3 separate regions of the Mus musculus genome follow, and all the other regions are linked to region 3. The links are chromatin contacts, called in public Hi-C and HiChIP or PLAC-seq maps. All regions are on one chromosome and are shown on one strand. The core of a region is the stretch at or near the end of the contact, and the rest is flanking DNA. Distances in the headings are between cores, read along the strand shown.

Region 1 (3,374 bases), core at 519-3,018, 340 kb before region 3:
TGATAGGTGGAACAACAATATGAACTAACCAGTACCCCCAGAGCTTGTATCTCTACCTGTATATGTAGCAGAAGATGGCCTAGTCGGCCATCACTGGGAAGAGAGGCCCCTTGGTTTTGCAAACTTTATATGCCTCAGTACAGGGGAACGCCAGGGCCAAGAAGTGGGAGTAGGTGGGTAGAGGAGCGGGCGGGGGGGTGGTCTAGGGAACTTTTGGGATAGCATTGGAAATGTATATAAAGAAAATATCTAATAAAATAAATTAATTAAAAAAAACAATATCTTAATGTAAATGACTAGAGGAGGAATAAAGGCTGCAACTGGCCCTCAGCTCCCTCCCCAGGAGGCCTAACACCTTTAATGCTTTAAATGTTTGGGAGGCAGAAAGAACCATCTCTCCTAGTTAGCACCCAGTGCTAGGGTGGTCTCGCTCCCTTCTGCACACAGATCCTTGAGAGGCTCACTGAGAAAACAGTAACAGCAAAGCACCCACGAGAAGATCCTACCGTCTGGTCTGTAACACGCATCAACGTGCAGAAAACAAGAGAGTACGAGGTCCGCCCTAACCAGAAGGAGGAACTCTTTCCATCGAAATGCTACTTTCCCAAAAATCTTTTTAGAAAAATATTGGAAAAAATGAGGTTGAGCAGCCAAAAGACCTCCAAGGGGAAGGAAGCCCTTCTTCATCAGTGTACCCAGCTCTGCCCATGTGCTGCTCCCGACAAGGAAAGCTGCCCAGTGCTGAGCACAGCACCCCAACATATCAAACAAGTCCCATTATCTACTGATACTATCTCCAACAGCACCTATTCAAGATCTCTATTCTCCTAGGAGGCAGAGAGTGAAAAAAATCTAGCTTTTCACAAGTCTCGAAAAAATGTTTATAACTTTCCTAGAAATTTTGTGATTTCTACTCATTGCACGCCACAAGTGAACAAGAGTCAGAAAGCTGACATCTCAGGAGAGACAGACTTCCTTGGTTAGAGAGAAAGGTGCTCTATCAGTTTGGTTACAGTCGTGTTCCTTTAATTTTTTTTTCTCTTTAAAAAGATAGCCATGAAATTAGAAGTAAGAACTTGAATGTTTTCCTCTTTCAGTGACGAATATTTATAACTAAGTTTGTTTCGTCATCAATCCCCTGGATGTTTACAGACGCACACCACCCATCAATATATTGAATGGTCTACTTGAATCATATTAGCATTTAATTAAATGAAGCAATCAAAACCCTAGGAACAATTCTGATAAACATCATCTTATAATTAAAATCTGATGAAAAACTTTATTATACTTGCCTCAAATCTTTGAAAAGTTGTCAAACGAAAATCTCCTTAAATTCCCGAGAGCAGTAATAGAGGAGATAACTCTGAATGAAAACATCCAATACATTTCTAATGTGGCTGGCATTTTTTTTTTTTTTGAGACTCACTTAATGGCTTTTCCCACCACAAAGCCACTATTCATACTTAGAATTCCACACTCAACTTACATTTTTAGAACTTCTCTTGCTTTCCAAAAGAGGAACAAAGGCATTACTGGTTGCCTGGCAATTAGAACTAGGAACCAACCACTAATTAGTAGACAATTGTGAATAAGTTAAGAATGAATGAAATAATTGGCTGTGGAGATTTTTTAGGGACACTTGAAAGAAATGAACTTAAAGAAAGCATGGCTTGGGGAAAGAGAACAGCCAGGGAGACTTGCCCATCATCTTGTCCTCACTGGTCATATTCTAATGGCTTTTTAAAGCAGCTTTAAAACAGGCCAACCATTTCTCATTGATCGCCCTGAAGGCTCAGCAATTAGTCACAATGGTTGCCCTTTGTGAGAGTCAGTTTCAACCTGATCACTTACTGAGACAAATCCTGGACCCACCCAAGCTAAAAATCTTTTATACCAAGGGGAAGAATAAGGAGTTCCCATGTAGAAAGGGAGTGGAATGCATCTTTCTTAATTAGACAAGACCTCCACGGAAGGACACTGCTGCTTTAAGATCATTTACCATTTGTTTGTCGTTCTGAGGCCCATTGATGCAAAAGTCTAAGCCACTCTTCTGAGCTCCTCAGTCTAATTAAGGAATGATACAACTGTTTTGCCTCCCGTGATGAAGACAAAAGTGTCATCAATTATAGAGTGCTATGACAATCTTTTACTATATTAGCTCATCCATAAACACTGAATTAGCATCTTAGTACTCACCTGTAGTCTGCGGTTGAGGGATCTGAGTCTGGTGTGGCAAGTTCCTAGAAATGATTAACATTATTGAGTAAAAATGTGTTTGCACACTGGTAATCAGAGACCAAGACACATTAAGATAGAAATCTGCTCGGAGAGGTATCACTCAGATAACGGGCTCAGGTTTTGCACCCTGTGGGGCATTGAGCTATGCACATACATGAGAGAACTGAAGACCAAGGAAGACAAATAGCAATCTCTGATAATGTCCATGAAATTCTTACCATATGCCATAACAAAACTCCCTCATGATTCTAAAACATAGGTCTTATTAGTTTTTCTATTTTCTTATACGTGAAAATAGCCTTAAAGTTTGAAAATCACACGGCTAATAACAGTGGATAAAGATATAAACACAGTGATGCCAGCAATTAAATTACTGATGTGTACAATCTCAAACTAGGTCTAGATCATAAAACCGGTATGGATCTGTGCATACACATATGTCTATATACATCATCATATCGTACAATCATCACTGGTACGTTATAACAGCTTTGAAGGCATATCACTACCTTTATTCACTAAACATGCTATCTTCATGCCAAAAAAGGCCATTTCCCTGCCTGGACTAGGAAGAGTTTCGAGTCCCCCTTGACGTTTCTTTCCGTTCCCAAAGGCAATCACTGGGATGTTTCTCAGCTTTCGTTAAATCTGTCCCCTTCGTTTACACCTTCATGTCTCCCTTGGAGCCTCTGACAGCTCTGATGTAGTTCTTCGTCCCTTACAACCCACTGCTGACCAGTGACCTCCCAAGACACAGATCTGTAACACACACCTCAATATTTCTTATTTCTTTCTCTCTATCAGCAAATTCAATTTCTGGCTTCTTAGTATGTCTTAAGCAGACGGAAAACTATCTGTAGCCTCACACACACACACACACACACACACACACACACACACACACAGAGAGAGAGAGAGAGAGAGAGAGAGAGAGAGAGAGAGAGAGGGAGAGAAAGAGAGAGAGAGAGAGAGAGACAGAGACAGAGAGACAGAGACAGACAGACAGACAGAGAAAGAGAGACAGAGAGAGAGATCTTCCCCTTATATGAGAACCCCAAACAAAACCTGGCCGGGTGGTGGTGGTGGTGGCGCAAGCCTTTAATCCCAGCACTTGGGAGGCAGAGGCAGGCAGA
Region 2 (3,768 bases), core at 625-3,124, 470 kb before region 3:
TTCCCAATTAGAAAAACTCACAGCTTTAGAAATGGCTACCCTGGCATTTTAAATAGAGTTACTGAAATTTGCATCCAAGAATGTGTTAATGACATCAAATATTTACAAGTAACATTTTTACTACTCAAGTAATGGTCTTGAAGCTACATGGTTAGCTATTAGCTACTTGGAGTTAACAAAATCATCGATCTTCTTCTACTTGCCCCACACAAGACCTTCAGGGAAAGCCACAACTCCTATCTCCCTCCCATCTCCAGAGGGCGCTTCAATTCACCCAAAACCTTGAAATGGCTAACAGCCACTCACAGCATTACTCCAAGAAGGTAGGAAAAAGCCCAGAATGAGATAGGCAGGAAAATGAAACACAAAGCAAGTCAGAGCGTAACCGATTTTAAAAAATGAAATGAAATAAAACTCAAAACAGTAATCTCATTTCTTGTCTGAGCAATGAAATATGAATCAAAACGAATCCAGATATAATAGAGAGCAATTGGGAAGGTGGCCAAGCTCCCACGAAACCAGCCCTCCAACAGAAAATTTACTAGGGTTGTGTGTTGGTGACCAACCCCTTCTAGATATAAGGGTAAATCAAGGGGGAAAGTCTAGCTAAGTTGATGTGCTCGGCTTCTCCCTTGTGAGAATTTAAGCCTGGGAGGAGAGAACAGTGGAGCTGTTGATGAGAAGGCAAACCAAAGGAGATAATCAACGATGACTATCAGCCCCACACCAAGCGTCCCTGGGCAGCACTAGGCTTGGTGGTGTTTCTTAAACTCAAATAATCATTTGGAATCTTCTCACCAGCGTCCCTTTGTGCTTAAGTGAGAAAAATTTCTTGATGTTGAACAAAACAAAAGTATCTTAAAATAGTCAGAATATAGACTACAAGAGAGTATCCAAGCAAGCAGAAACAAGAACCGACCTTTGAGATGGTTGCAAAGATAAAGCACCTGGGAAAAGAGCATTTGGGGGAATAATGGATGTTTGTCATTTGTTCATTTACTGAGAGCCAGGGAGGCACTGACGGCATTTGTCCCTCACTATCTGCTCAAAGATGTTTATATAATGATAGCAAACAGCCTTGAAAGACAGAGATAGTGTTTGTCTCCAGAGCAAAGAGCAAGTGCCTGTCCAGTATGTCAAAGATAATGTCTCTCTCCAGGACACATCACACAGGTTGGCTCACAGCACATTGTAAAAGACTTAGCTTCCAGATGAGGTATTACTCAACTGTGACACGTCCACTTGGGTTACTCAACCATGGTCCCTGTGGGACGTGAGGGGCAAAGAACCCTAAAGCAAGCATAAAGCTCACATTCCTTGCCTTCTTGAAATAAAGTCTTTCATCTATGTGACCCCAGGAGTCACATGTCTATGTCAGCATTTATTAAACGGTGGCAGGCCAATATCTTAGCGTCAGAAATCTAGAAAATGTTCAGGCCCTTCACGGTTTGTTACAAACATTGCAAATAATTCATCTCAGAATGAAGCCTCTTTTACTCTGTATTCCTGTCTTTCAAGTTGCCTAGCAACTCCCTGGTCACCATCGATCTAACAATCTGCAGTCACCATGCCATGTAGAAAAGTGTGACGCAACCATTTGCTTCTGGAGATTGCTTGAGTTCTCTTCTCTGCCTAACAACCACTGCAGACATTAGCGAGCTTGATAATTTTATGTTGAGCTATTGTTATTTGAGAGCAGTAGCCATGAAAACGACCGTACAGTGCCATGTTCATACAGTTACAGTAGCTGATATTCAAATCCATAGCCAACTTTTGTTTGTTCCATCTGTTTTATTGACTGGTAGATACCAGAGACCCACTTGGAGAAGTTCAAGCCAGGGAGCATGCATAGGGAAATGAGCTCAGGACATCCTGCTGTGATCAATTCCTTTGTTCAGGCCATAATGTAGCTCCAGGGAGCTCCCTAGCAGGAACTTGTGACTTTTCAGCCCTCTCTTCCACAAGCTCCACCTTTTATCTGGTTTGTCTTCCTCCTGTGTATTTGTTCTTCAAATTTGGCTATTATAAAATTTTATCCCTCTTCTAATTCTGTGAAAAGGATTCAGTCTCGCTCACACAGCCCCAGCAACCTCTAGATTGGTATCTTTTGAGTTAGACAGCCCTTCCTAAACATCCACAGATTACTAAACATGGCTACCTGGACAACGGAGGGCATAGTAAGGCAATCTTTAAGGAGATGAAGCTGTGGAAGCAACAGCACAAGTACCAGCTCGAGTACCAAAGCCTCTGTGTTCTAGGTAAAATAGAAACAGCCCCGAATTCAGATGTTCAATGTGAACACTCATGTGCCCTTCTCCCAATCTTCCCATTTCCTGTCTCTTCTGAAAAAAAAAATACATATTTGTCTCCACAAATGCGAAAATTCTGTCTTCTCATTAAATCTTAAAATACAAACAGGTCTTAGATGGACATTTTTAAAAAGTTTGGCAGTGAGGCAGATCCAAAGAACACGACACACCATAGGGAAGCAGAATGCTGAAATACAAAAGAAGAAAGGTACAACTACTTTAGTAAAGTCAGAGAATAAGCCGGGATATCGGAGAAAGCTTGTACTTCCAGCACCTCGTACACAGAGGCAGGAGGGTAGCAAGTTCAAGGTCAGCCATGGCTAAACTAAGGACATCGTCTCAAAAAAATTAAGATGAAAAGAAAACAGAGAGACAAGAAGAGAAGGATACAGGAAAAGACAGAGAAATGAAAGGAGGAAGAGTTAGTAAGGGGAGAAAGGAAGGGAAGAGATTAAAGGTCAGAAAGCCCAGAGAACAAAGATCCCATGGCTATACTTCTTTGTAAAAAATAAATAAATAAAAAAGTTCTGACAAGAATTTAGGCAAAAGGTGTCTTCATATACAATTACAGTAAGCATTAACGAGTTCAAATTTTTTGGAAAGAAACTACCAGTAAAGAGCTAAAAGCTTAAAAGTGATTATATTTCTAACACATTTTATTTCACACCCTACATGTTGGTAAGGGGCAAATCTTTGGTTTTTCAAAAGTGTTTTGCTCACAGAGCCTGTAAGACAGTCTTGGCATAAAGGAGTGTGACTCTAGCTTTCTCTCCACTGCTTGGTCCAGAGCAGCTTCCAGCTGAAGGCCAGAATGGCTTGTCCAGAGCATCCTATACCACAGCGGGCCAACCCCACTGTCCAGAACATCACACATCTGAAGGCAAGGGGTGCACATCACAGAAACACCACAGGAAGCCCAGGCAGCTGCTAGCTTTGGGAGGTGCCATGACTCTTGTCGGCACAAATCCGAGAGAGAGAACAAGAAAGAAAGGCCCAGCTCTCAAAAAAGAAAAAACAAAACAAAACAAAACAAAACAAAACGAACTCTGAGCTGTGACCACTACTCATTTAACCCTCTGAACAGATATGACGGCAAATGGTCTGAAATAAAGATTTTGTGTGTGTGTCTGTGTGTGTGTGTCTGTCTGTGTGTGTGTGTGTGTGTGTGTGTGTGTGTGTGTGTGTGTGTGTGTACGTTTTCTTGCTTTTACTTCCATCAAAGACAAGCCCTAACAGGTTGCCAAAAGAAGGCCACCACTTGTCCTTCCTACATGTTCTTAGCAACAGAGGGGTAAATGAATCTCAGTGACTGACTCTCAACAGCCTTGAGTACATGTGCAAAAATAAGAGCTGACCCTAACATCGTGGCTCAGGCCAGTTGTCTTGGCTTTATTTATACCAACCTTGGAAATTAACCAAATGCCTAATAATAGTGGACTGGTCAGCACAGACGTGGGGC
Region 3 (3,625 bases), core at 788-3,287:
GCAGTTAGGAGCAACTGAAAGCTCTTCCAGAGGTCTGGCACTCTGCTGTAACTCCAGTTCTGAAACCCTCTTTTGTCCACTAGAGACATCAAGAATGCCAGTGGTCCATGGGTATCTGAGTAGGCAAAGCAGCCATACACAAAAGATAATTTTGTTTAGCTTTTAAAGAAGGAGATTCTGTGTAAGGTAAGCTGCTGTTCGATGTCCCGGGAAGCAGGCAAACAATGGTGAGGTTCCTTAGACAGAGCACTGGAACCTTCACTGGGGATAGGAGTTGGCCCTGAAAGTCATCCTTTCTGTCTTGGTGCAGAGAGAAACAGTCTCAAAGTCAAGTATTTCCTTAATAAATTTTGTTTTACTTAAAAAAAAAAAAATAGAGACTTCTCTACTTTTATTTTCAAAATTTATGTTTTCAAAATTTCTCTTGTGACTGCTATTTTTTTCTCAAAAAAAAAAAAAAAAAGAAAAAGAAAAACAACCTCAAAATAAACCTCATGCAAAAGAGACATGTTTTGAAGGTTGCATGACACTGACTAGGTCTTAGAAGTGGTACAGAGGAAGTAACAAGAGAGATCACAGAAACTACTGAAGCATCTCTGTAACTAGACTATTCCAGCTTTGCTTTCGGTCATTATGTGCAAGCAAGGATTGCTCCCTCATAAATTTTGCCTGGACAGAAGAAGGCAGGATGCAATAATGGCTGTGAAGGGCAGGCAGTGCCAAAGACAGAAAAGAATCTAAATGAGCTTTCCTTAAAGGAAGTTAAAGCCTAAGTAAGTTATGTGTGATACAGGAAGAGCCTGGAGCCATTGTGGAGATGGATGGGTGAGTGTCAGGAAGCTGAGACATCTGGGGACAGGGTCAGTGTGGGGCACAACCAGGGACTTACACAGGGGTCACCTCACTGTCTACTCTCAACAGTGATCTTTTAACAGAGCACTTGAGGAAATTACTCAAGGTCTGACCATGAAAGAACAGATTGGAAGGCAGAAAGCCCACACGTTGCGTTTCCTGCTCACCGATACACGGCCATCCCATTAACTGTGAAGAACCGATAGGGCAAAGCTTGAAGGTAAAAGTGGTTTGTGTCTCCCTGACACAGCTGAAGTCAAGTCCCGTGTAGACATGAGGGTTCCGTATAACCCATCACAGCCCAGAACAAAGAGCCCTGGGGGCAGAAGAGCAAGGTTAGATTAAACTCACAAGTCTAACATTCAGTCAGAAATATCCAACCATTTAAGGAAGCAAACATTTAAAAAGTAAACTTCATGATGAGAAAATCAGTCAACATTGCTCTTATATTATCAAACATGGAAGAATTATTACATAAGTAAATTAAAGTGAGTATTTTTGTTTCTGTGCTTAAACGCTTTAGAAAGAGCTATCTAAGTTATTCTTTAAAAAGTCCAAACACAATTTTTAAAGATAGGTACAACAATGAGCAGAAAGAGCTCTGCGTGGAACCTTAGAGCCTAAGTTAGTGAATTGAAAGCATAGGGGTAGAATTTCTCCACAGTGCAGCCAAGCACACCACAAGGATACAAGGTAGTGACCCAAAGGTGGCACAGGGCCCCAGTTTGCACGTGAAAGCCACCCTAGAGTGACGGCCTGAACCAGTGCTGCCTGATGTGGGCCCGCAGGACTATGAACCATTTATCCCAGGAAGACGGCAGGGTAGAAGAGAGCAGCAAATAGTGAGACAAATTAATTTATCCTGCTAACCTTACCCCCCCACCTGCCCAGTGCTCTAGTAATCCTAAAATCAAAATCCTTGGTGACATCCACTCCCAGGAAGTCACCTTGGAGCTCCTTGGGTTCTGTCCTTCCTGTGTCTCCAGGAAGCTTCCACTTGTCACCTGCTGTGATTTCAGAATTCAGAGCTCTTTTATTGTGTTTAGGTTGTTTTGGTGGCCGCGGGAGGTCGTGACACAAACAATTGAACATTCCCACCGCAGGACAATAATGTGTTTGGTACAAACAGTGATGAACAAAAGGAGAAGGAATGAGGTACTAAGGGAGTTTGGAAGTTTTCCTCTGTTGCTGAGAATGTAGAAGATCATGTGCTGTGTGGGGACTTCCTTGACTGATCAGGAAATACCTCCTGAGGCCCTAAGCTAGTTCTCGCTGACCTTGAGCTCCCACATTCTAGAAGTGAAAACTACCGGGCCTGTGGCACAAGTGTAGGCTTCCAGCAAAGGGTGTAACGTGCAGGTAGGAGTTTTGTTTAGTAAGTATGAGAAACCTACATTCCACAGCATTGTAAAACCACCCCCCCCTCCAAAAAAAAAAAAGCAGCAAAAAACCAAAAAACATTTTCTCGCCTATGGCAAGATTCACGGCTAAAGTCACTACGATAAAAGACAGGCTGATAAGAGCAAAGCATATCAACGTTTCTAATTCAGATTTTACTTTATACAGGGCCCTCCAGAAGTGACATAACAAATCCAATCACATCACCCAAGCACGTATGCACACACGGGGATGGGGGTGGCGGGTTGGGTGGGGAGTAGGGAAAATCGAAAATTGTCTTTGCATATGTGCACAGCCATTGGAAACAATGCTTGCTGAATACAAGGGCACAGCGACAGTAACCTTGGAAGAACTCCCTGGGCAGTTCCTGGTCTTTTTCTGATTCTGCTAGATATCTGCTTGGTTCCTTCCTTCCCTCTAGCTGTGAGGCAAAGCTGCTCATTTCAAAGGAACAGTACAGGGAGAGCCCATTCCAGGGCGTGGTTAGCTTGATGGCCCCTTCAAAGGAAGGTGTGAGGAAGAGTTGGGCCTTCCTCCCTCTGTGGTTTCTTCACTTCCCACTGTGCATGTTACCCATCCCTTGTCTCTTACACAACTCTGCTGCAAGGACTAAAAGTCATTCAGCTGTCATCCAGTCCAAGCCATCAAAAGTCTCATCCACTCACTCCATAGCCAAAAGGGAGCCAACTAAACCAAGCAGGCCTGACCTGACTGGCAGCTACCACAAAACATAGGCTAAACATCACTAAACCAACTACCATGACAAACAGCAGCAAGAAAATATGTGCATAGTTTTCCAAAAAGGTAAAGGTAAGAAAAAAAAAATTTAAGCAACTTTTTTAAAAACCAGGAACAAATCTCCAGGAGGAGAATGAAGGAGAAAATTGAAAGTAACCAGAGACAAAAGACCTTTACTGTCAGGAACAAAGGTGATTGTACCTTTCTTCTCAGAAATTCTGAGCTAGGAAACAAGGCAAAGGCTCCTTCTTCAAGTCCTGTTCACTGCCCCTCCCCGTCACTCCCTCCCACAATCCTTCCCACCATCCCAGCCCCTTCTCTTTGAGCAGGTGAGGCCCTCCCTGTCTATCCCCCCCTTGGAACTTCAAGTCTCTTATAGGCTAAGTACTTTTCTTTCCCACTGAGGCCAGACAAGGCAGCCCAGCTAGAAGAATATAACCAAGGTACAGGCAACAGCTTTTGGGATAGCCCCTATTCCTATTGTTTGGGACCCACATGGAGACCAAACTGTATATCTGCTACATATGAGTGGAGAGGCCTAGGTCCAGCCTGCATATGATCTTTGGTTGATGGTTCAGTCTCTGAGAGCCCTAAGGGTCAAGGTTAGTTGACTCTGTTGGTTTTCTTGTGGAGTTCC

Evidence for each region. Hi-C and Micro-C count contacts between places; a contact is called where the count stands out from the background. HiChIP or PLAC-seq counts read pairs in DNA pulled down with a chosen protein or histone mark.
Region 1: an H3K27ac HiChIP or PLAC-seq map of embryonic stem cells shows a contact between it and region 3, with 10 read pairs. The contact joins two enhancer-like sites. A contact is called at or near these places in 3 of 484 Hi-C or Micro-C datasets (the N1E-115 cell line, embryonic stem cells and uterus) and 6 of 115 datasets of contacts at active chromatin or transcription factors (embryonic stem cells and extraembryonic endoderm stem cells).
Region 2: a Hi-C map of embryonic stem cells shows a contact between it and region 3, with 2.5 times the contacts expected there. The contact joins two enhancer-like sites. A contact is called at or near these places in 3 of 484 Hi-C or Micro-C datasets (the N1E-115 cell line, embryonic stem cells and nephron progenitors) and 2 of 9 other capture datasets (embryonic tail and embryonic trunk).

Annotation. Positions count from the first base shown.
Region 1 is chr6:4,675,868-4,679,241 of GRCm38.p6, forward strand. Sgce (sarcoglycan, epsilon) reads right to left here. Exons shown (of 11, transcript NM_011360.3): 10 at 2,200-2,243. Among named protein-coding and RNA genes, the nearest start is that of Gm38761, 23 kb to the left of the region's middle. Within about 2 kb of position 1,769, at least 9 of the 459 cell types and tissues checked have an H3K27ac peak or open chromatin away from gene starts, as enhancers often do. A contact at or near this core is called in embryonic stem cells, where this site is marked.
Region 2 is chr6:4,548,832-4,552,599 of GRCm38.p6, forward strand. No RefSeq gene overlaps it. Among named protein-coding and RNA genes, the nearest start is that of Gm33959, 36 kb to the right of the region's middle. Within about 2 kb of position 1,875, at least 24 of the 459 cell types and tissues checked have an H3K27ac peak or open chromatin away from gene starts, as enhancers often do. A contact at or near this core is called in embryonic stem cells, where this site is marked.
Region 3 is chr6:5,017,449-5,021,073 of GRCm38.p6, forward strand. All of the region lies in intron 2 of Ppp1r9a (protein phosphatase 1, regulatory subunit 9A), which reads left to right. Among named protein-coding and RNA genes, the nearest start is that of Gm52886, 35 kb to the right of the region's middle. Within about 2 kb of position 2,038, at least 33 of the 459 cell types and tissues checked have an H3K27ac peak or open chromatin away from gene starts, as enhancers often do. A contact at or near this core is called in embryonic stem cells, where this site is marked.